2 separate regions of the Hordeum vulgare genome follow, and region 2 is linked to region 1. A link is a contact called in public Hi-C data. All regions are on one chromosome and are shown on one strand. Each heading gives the region's core, a stretch centred on a gene start, on an enhancer-like site or on the middle of the called end of the contact. The rest is flanking DNA. Distances are from core to core; before and after follow the strand shown. Region 1 holds the start of LOC123449140 (long chain base biosynthesis protein 1a). Region 2 holds the start of LOC123449141 (transcription initiation factor IIF subunit alpha-like).

Region 1 (4,063 bases), core at 441-2,940:
TGGGCTTTGTTCGGTGTTAATATTCCACAAAGTAAAAACAAGCAAAAAACAATAACTGGCACTGGACACTGAGTTAATAGGTTAGTCCCAAAAAATAATATAAAGTTGCTAGTAAATGTATATAAAACATCCAAGATTGATAATATAACAACATGGAACAATCAAATTATAGATACGTTGGAGACGTATCACCCTTGTCCCCACCTCCCAACAAGCCAACCCTAGCCACCGCCACCATGAGGTTGTTTACCAAGTGCGGTGACAAGCATGACTACAAGACCGACTACTAGTTGCGGTACGGACCGACCAACTTCACCCTCGTGTCACGGCTGCCCTGCTAGCGGTTCTACATCCTGGTCCATCAGTGCCACTATTTTTGGGAGCACGGTATGCTAGTGCCATGGCTAGACGTCAACTTGCCGCACGACTATCACCTCAACCCATACATCTTTTCAGTGTCGGGTTTGCTGCAATCACACCGCGCACAGATGGTCGAGATTCGCCACCGCCGTGCTGACTCCCCATCCATGCTTCGCCATGGTGTTGAACTCTCGCACGGGATCCACAACCACCTATACTGTGAGGCGGACTCGTCGAACTAGGACACATGGCAACAACCGTCGCCGATAGAGCTTGGTTGCACCTAGTGTGCGTGCTCCACCACCATCGGTGGTGGTGAAGGAGGAGGATCATGAAGAGGAGGTCGCCTAAATTATGGTCCTCGAGGAGGCCACAAGGAGGGCCTACGAGGAGTTCGAGTGGGAGGAGATGGCCAGGTGGCCTGGCCGTGTGTAGGCGTTGGCCGAGTCAACGTCTCGTGTAGAGGCCAATACATCCCCACCGCTACCCACACCGCGTGTGCCCGAGGAGCCGTTGCTAGGGGAGTCTTGGTCGTGGACGACCAGGTGCGGATGTATGTGTCATGCCCGCTCGTGTGGGTGGGCATGACCGACGAAGAGGCCGCAAAATACTATTTGGAGACCGAGGACGAGGGATGGACTAGGAGTGGCAGGAGGCGGAGCGCACGTTGGAGCGGCACCACGTGGCGCAATAGCAGCCTTCCAGCAGGCCTTCCCCTGGACGTAGGGGTCGGTGTACGTCGACCTGACAAAGGAGGACACCACCTCCGCCTAGTTCCGCCCACACTTTTATTTAAGTATTTTTAGTTATATGAACTAGATTTTGTCTGGATTTCAGTGTTCACTCTATACACGTATGACCCATCAGAGAAAACCGAACATCCGTGTATGCGTGGCCGATCCAAAAAGACAAAAAAAAGATCAAATCCATATCGTTTGCCTTGGAGTTGGACTGTCCTAAATTGCGACCAAACCTATGGTTGAATAGTTAGCGGGATAATGGTATTCTCAGCCCATCAGTGTTTTAATTTCTAGTGCTCACATTATTTCAGGATTTATTTCAAGATTTTTGACGATGCACATTTAGTGAGAAAAGACATTTATGTTGATGAGACGTCTACGACGACTTTGTAAATCTCAAAATAATATGCCGGTTTAATCTCTCGGAGGTGATCATAAATATAGGGTGTGCGTTCATATGGATGAGTCTATGCACGTTTATATGAGCGTTTGCATCGGTGTTAAAAACAAAAGGCTGAGTCTTAATTTCAGAAAGAAAAAAAAACTTTGAATCTTCCTCATTAACGCGCTGGCCGGCCGAAAAGTATAGGCAGAGCCCAGCCAGCCAAAGATGACCGACCGCCGCCCGAACACAAGCCCACTCAAACAAAACTCATCTCCTCCTCCGTATTCTATTCCTCATCGTCGTCGTCTCTCTCCAACACTGACTTTCTTCGAATCCCTCGCCCTCCTCTGCTCTGTTAACCCCGTGCTGCCATCCATTGCGGGGCTGCGATCTTGCGCAGGTGCTGGCACCTTGTAATCAGCACGAGCACCGCCGTCCGGCGCATCGGATTAGGGTGTCCCAGGTGAGGAGAGCTCATGTTCCCTGTTCTCTTCCATTGGAATTTAGAATTTCAAGTTCTGGGGATTTGCGAGGACGACAATGGCTCTTTGCCGGAGGTAAGATGGGTCTATTTTTGAAAATTGGTGTTCATAAGTTCAATTTCCTCCCAACCAAACGAAACGAAACGCGGCATCCTCTCGTCAGATCTCCGCCGCCGCCAGCAGCCATCCGGGTTTGGGGCCGCAAAAGCAAGGCCTTCATTGAGCTTTATCTCGCTGTCCATGTCCCTCGATGCGGGTGAGATTTAGATTTTAGGAGCGTGTAGAAAGTGGGAAAGTTAAAAACTTTATCGAGTTCGCCCTCAAGATTGGATCCAACCGTGTGACTTCTTCCTGTAACTGTTGTAAAAATAATCCGGGTTAAACATGACGCTACTGTATCTGTTCAATCTTTGGGATCAGTTTTGTGTGCGCTCCAGTACTAGATTCTGCTTTTCTGTGACCGATCTGGTTGATTCAGGAAAGGAGCGTTGTTTGCTTGGCAGATTTGAAAGGCTGAAGTTTCCCTTTGTTGGAAAAGGCTCGACATAGAGTTAGGACATGGACATGGCATTGCCGATTGTCAATGCCACCACGGCAGTGCTTGCTCGTGTCTCAGCTGCATTCAACGCTCCTCTTGCACGTGCTGTCGTCTTCGGGGTTCATATCGATGGTGATCCTCTTCCACCCATCAAAAAATAAAGTCTGATTTCATGATGATGGTGGTATGGTTTTTGACATTTTGAGGCCGTGTCATTGATTCAGGTCACTTGGTTGTGGAAGGACTTCTTATTGCCGTCATAGTGTTTCAGCTTTCCAGGAAGAGCTACAAACCTCCAAAGAAGCCACTTAGCGAAAAGGTAGAGTAGTTTTTCTCCTTTGTTCATGTTATCAAGTATTGGTTTTTGTCGTCACTTCATGAAGTTTCTGGGTAACAGTTTGCATTTTAATCTCCGCAGGAGGTTGATGAGCTATGTGATGAATGGGAACCAGAACCTTTATGTCCTCCAATCAAGGAGGGGTCCAACATTGACCCACCAATCTTGGAAAGGTTTGTGTGGCTTATTTATTTGTTAATTTGGAACGGTAGTTTTGAATTTATTTTTCTGTTTGTGTCTTTGCGATTACAAGGAAGCGTAACCACTGCGCACTCCTATAAATTTTATGAATAATTGTGAACTCCCTAGCGTTAGCATTGCTCTGTCTGAAGTACTTCCTACCATAGAATATTTTACTGTTTCGTTTTCCTCGGTCACTGTTTAATTATCTACAAAATAAATAAACAAACAGTGGATGAGAACCTCTCACAGTAGTATCCGCAAATGATATGATTTTATTTCATTACAGCTCACCATCGGTAGATATCATTTTGTAGAGAACCATTGGCAGCTACCATTCTAGAGATTTTGTGTATGTGGTTGCCAATCTGTTCTTGATCCATTTGCTTTGATCCATGGAATATGAAATGAAAATATTTACGATATGGGCAAGTTACAATTACAGGATGTGTGTAGTTGCTGGATATCTATATTCTGTCCTTTATTTGTGGGGGATATGTAATCAGTCCTGACTTCTGAGGGTCATAATTAACACTGCTATCTGTGTTTTTCTATACAGTGCTGCTGGACCACATACGACCATTGAGGGGAAAGAAGTTGTAAACTTTGCATCAGCAAACTACCTTGGTTTAATTGGCAATGAGAAAATTATTGTAAGAGAAAACTCTGATGTTTGACAGTATTTTTGACAGCTACATCTTAGTCAGGGATTTCTGATCGGTATTGAGTGAATTGTAGGATTCTTGTGTTGGTTCATTGGAGAAATATGGTGTTGGGTCCTGTGGTCCACGTGGCTTCTATGGAACAATTGGTTTGTATATTCTTTGTTCATGTTCATAGCCAATTACCTCTATTGCAAATAAGAAGGAGCTGGCTTTCTTAATGTGGAACACTTGCAGATGTCCACCTTGACTGTGAAGCAAAAATAGCCAATTTCCTTGGAACACCGGACTCCATTCTGTATTCATATGGGATATCTACCATATTCAGTGTTATACCTGCCTTTTGTAAGAAAGGAGACATCATCGTGGCGTGAGTCAA
Region 2 (4,063 bases), core at 612-3,111, 230 kb before region 1:
GCCCCTCGTAGTAAGCCCACGCACAGCTTTCTTTGCAACTCCCTCTTCTTCGTCCTCCTCGCCTTTATCAGAGTGATTCCCATCCTCATTGCTACTTTCTTTCTTGGATTGGACCCCACCTGCCGCCTTGCCCTTTGCATCACCAAGATCCTTCAGATCCGAACCAAAGGCAGCAGCTCCATGTGTAGCTGTCTTCATCATCCATCGTTCATACCCAGTTGCATTGCTTCTCCTTTTATTCATCTTCTCTTCAGCTTCTTCCAAAGTCAGCTGTTTGTACTGTGCAATTTTACTGAAGTTATACCTGAGAAGATATAGGAAACTGTAAGGATGCTCTAAACGAATTTTGCAGGTAACAACTTTTTCATGATGATTATAGTTCATATCAAATGTGGAAACCAGAGGGAGGAGAAAACTGTGAGAGTACCAGGAACCAACAGGAACAGCATCGAACTCCTTGCCGCGCCTAATCAGCAGATAGTATGTAGCAGTTGCAGATTGTGATGCCTCAAGTTGACTTTGGTACTGATATTCACCTGTATCATCTTCTAATATCCATGGCTTTCTGTTGTAGTACTTCTCCTGTTTTGTCAAACATAAGTGCCACATGGTCAACAGGATTACAGGAAAACCATCATCGGCATCAAAGCTACGAACAGGATTAAAGGAACAAGTTACTGCAGAATGGAGTACTAGCATGTACATTTTCCATCAGATGAACAAAATAAACTCCACATGTGCAATAAGGGTATCCAATAGCACGCTAGCTACACATGTATGATCAGTTGGTCACACATGTATGCCTAAATGAACAACTACAGTTGATATTTGGGGGGTTGTTCACAAGAGGTAGCGCTGCACGAATTAACACGGCCTCCTTGTTTTTGCATCTTGATGAATTACTAGCACACCAAAAAGGTGGTAAACTTGTGAGTTCGTGACACCATATTATCAGGATAGTTCATACTATAAACCAAGAGATGATCATCCGTGATGAGGAACCAGTACCCGCATATGGGCAGTAAGCTGACGCCAGTTCGTGACACCATATTATCAGGATAGTTCATACTATAAACCAAGAGATGATCATCCGTGACGAGGAACCAGTACCCGCATATGGGCAGTAAGCTGACGCCAGTTCGTGAGTTCGTGACACCATATTATCAGGATAGTTCATACTATAAACCAAGAGATGATCATCCGTGACGAGGAACCAGTACCCGCATATCGGCAGTAAGCTGACGCCCTGGCGTCGGGCCATCCTTGCGAAGAGACCACTTGTTCCCCCCACCCTTCATCTTCGAGATGGGCGGCACGCCGGTGTTGAATTTGGCTATGGAAAGGGCCTTCCCCGCGGCGGTATCCACCCGGACATTGTACTCCTGCGTGGGCCGTTGGAACGAAGAAAACGGTCAGGAAGAACAGAGCCGAAAACTGCCAGGCTCGGCGGCGGCGGCGGCAGCGGCAATGGCGTTGATCGTGGAATCGGAAACCTAGGGCCGTCGCGGGTACCCGTATGACGTTGGTGATGGGGGCGGCGCAGACGTTGCAGCGCGCGCGCGAGCGCGCCATGTCGGCGGCGCAGGAGTTGCAGAGGGTGGCGTGGCGGCAGGCGGTGCTGTAGAGCTCGGACGCCTTGCCGCAGGCGTCGCACGCCGCCTTCATCACCAGGTCGGCGGCGCTCCCCATTGCCGCCGCTCGCTGCTCGCTGCGTAGGGTTGCTGGGTTTGGGTCGGTTCGGAGGGGAGGAGGAGGCGTGTCGGCTTGAAAGAGGTTCGAGAGCAGGGCAAGGTCGCGGGGAGGAAGGGTTTCCCGTAGGAGTTGAACCCGTTCCAGGTTCCCCGAGGAGGGGCAACCGTCGTCTGTGGTCCGTCCGGTTTGAGCTTGGGCTTCGTTTGTGACCGTCCGATGAGACTTTGCGCGGGCTGGGCTGGTGGAAACCATCTTGCGTGCGCGCCGGCCCTGTCAGCCCGCGGCGTACTTGCGGGCTGGAGTTGCAGACCCTAACCCGGTAGTCCGTAGCGGACACATACACTCACCAAAAACAAAAACAAAAAAGTTCCTGCCGATCCCGTGATTATTAAAGCAATTTTGGAGCAAATGGACAACATGTTTTGTTTGTTTGGGTTGTCCATCGGTTTGTCCGTGTCTAATTTTTTAAATAGATCGACACATGCATTTAACGAGAAGCAAGTGGACAGCAGCACTGTGATATTAATATAACAGGAGAGGTGTGGATGGGGGTGAGACAACGAATTAAATAAAGGGAAACCTTTCCTATCTATAGTCTGATAGAAGACGAGGCTCAGACTAATCGACAGTGGTCGATACTGTTTGAATCCAACGCTCACAACATGTTTTTCATATATGTAAAAAAATCCGTCATCCCAAAATAGACCTCTGCAGCCCCCTGCATTAACCTTTCCTTAATCACTCGCCTACATGACTCCTGATTCCACTCTCCGCAATCCTCACGATCTCGCCTTACCAGATCCCCCTCCGCCTCTGCCTCGTAGGCACCCGCCACCATCTCCCATCGTTGTCGTCGTGCACCTAGCTCGCTCGCATCGCCATATCCCTTTTTCCCCGGCTCCGCCCCTGCTCCTCCTTCTCTCCTCTTCGTCCAACGGCACGACGAGCTCTCACCAGCGGCTCAGCCTCCCTCTCCTCCTTCTCTTCTTGTGCCATGACTTCGCTCACCGATGAGGTCGCAACCTCCCCGCCGTCGCGCTTATCTCCACCGGGATCGGGCCGCACTCCTCTGGAATCCAGTCCACTTCGATGGGGTAGCATCTTGGTCCGGGAACGAAGCAAGTAGGAATGGAGTATGGCATGATTCATCCACCCCATCCTAGGGTTTGTGTCCCGTTCACTTATTACTTTTAATCCTGCAGTGCTCGTTGATTCCTAACATAATTATTTTCTGATTTTTTTATGGATCTTGCTGCGAATACCTTGGTTTATGGCATGTTTGTGGGCGTGAATTTGTGTCGTCTAGTATGTATTGAATCACTAAATCTGTCTCAAAATTTGGGCGTGAATATATCTGTCTCAAACTAAAAATGTCCACGCTTCTTAGTTTTGCAACATCTATAATGCTATACAAATGCTTCTGGACTTTGATTTTTTCTCTCTTCCTAATGCCAAATAATAATAATGCAGATCAATCTATATGTTGGTGATTCAAAACATTCATCCTTTGGAGGCCAAATTTTTTAGTTTTGCTTCAGTATCCATTGTACAATGCAATGCTTCAATATTATATTACATATGTTTCTTCCTTATATGTAATTTGCTTCGGTAGTTCCATCTATATATTCTCCGTTTATTCATTCTTCTGTTTTTGCAAGCACTGTTGTAAACCATACATTGCTGTTGTGCTTCCTTCATACTACTTTCATCTCTGACAATGTTGCCCACATGGATCCCCCGCCATGCTCCGCTCGATATAGCCCTTGGTCCACCTTGCCGGTGCACCTCCCGATCAATGGTTGTAATTATTTCAAATTTCCATGCTTCCATGGAAGACTAGTTTTGTCCCAAAGTACCATGTTCGTGCTGGAGTACTTTGTTATGTACTCTGTAGCATCTAAACCACAATACAATTTGAACTCTATACATTCTGCTTTCATAGGTAAAAACAATTATATTAATTTGTAAGTTAGCAACACAAATCATCCATATTGTTGTTACCCAAAATATTAGTTGGCTTTGATTTTCATTGTTATATGCTTCCATTCGAGCTCCTGTAACATATGTTGTACTTATTGACATGTATCATGTCACACACTTTTTGCATGGTTCGTACTCATGAAGATTCTAAATTTTAATACACTAGCTTCTTCAGGATAGACTTTGGTTCAATAAGTAAACAAGATTTGGTTCATTTTGTATGTACGAGTACATCTAACATGCATCCCGTGTTAGCCGTAATCTTAATGTGTTTTCATTTTCAATGTTCTATAGTTCCTATTAAGATGAGTCATATTCATATAGCATATTTTCATGCTTCTAGTGAGCTTCCAAATCATAGTTCAAGTGCTTTTTTGGTGTATGCAGATTG

What was found. Hi-C and Micro-C count contacts between places; a contact is called where the count stands out from the background.
Region 2: a contact with region 1 is called in a Hi-C map of leaf, with 4 times the contacts expected there. The contact joins the promoter of LOC123449141 here to the promoter of LOC123449140 in region 1. A contact is called at or near these places in 1 of 6 Hi-C or Micro-C datasets (leaf) and 1 of 1 datasets of contacts at active chromatin or transcription factors (embryo).

The regions. Positions count from the first base shown.
Region 1 is chr4H:498,686,610-498,690,672 of MorexV3_pseudomolecules_assembly, reverse strand. It overlaps LOC123449140 (long chain base biosynthesis protein 1a), which reads left to right and starts at 1,690. Exons shown (of 13, transcript XM_045126241.1): 1 at 1,690-1,948; 2 at 2,471-2,637; 3 at 2,730-2,824; 4 at 2,924-3,015; 5 at 3,582-3,675; 6 at 3,761-3,833; 7 at 3,922-4,054. The coding sequence starts at 2,526.
Region 2 is chr4H:498,919,121-498,923,183 of MorexV3_pseudomolecules_assembly, reverse strand. LOC123449141 (transcription initiation factor IIF subunit alpha-like) reads right to left here and starts at 1,861. Exons shown (of 11, transcript XM_045126243.1): 1 at 1,513-1,861; 2 at 1,221-1,382; 3 at 428-582; 4 at 1-304. The coding sequence starts at 1,689.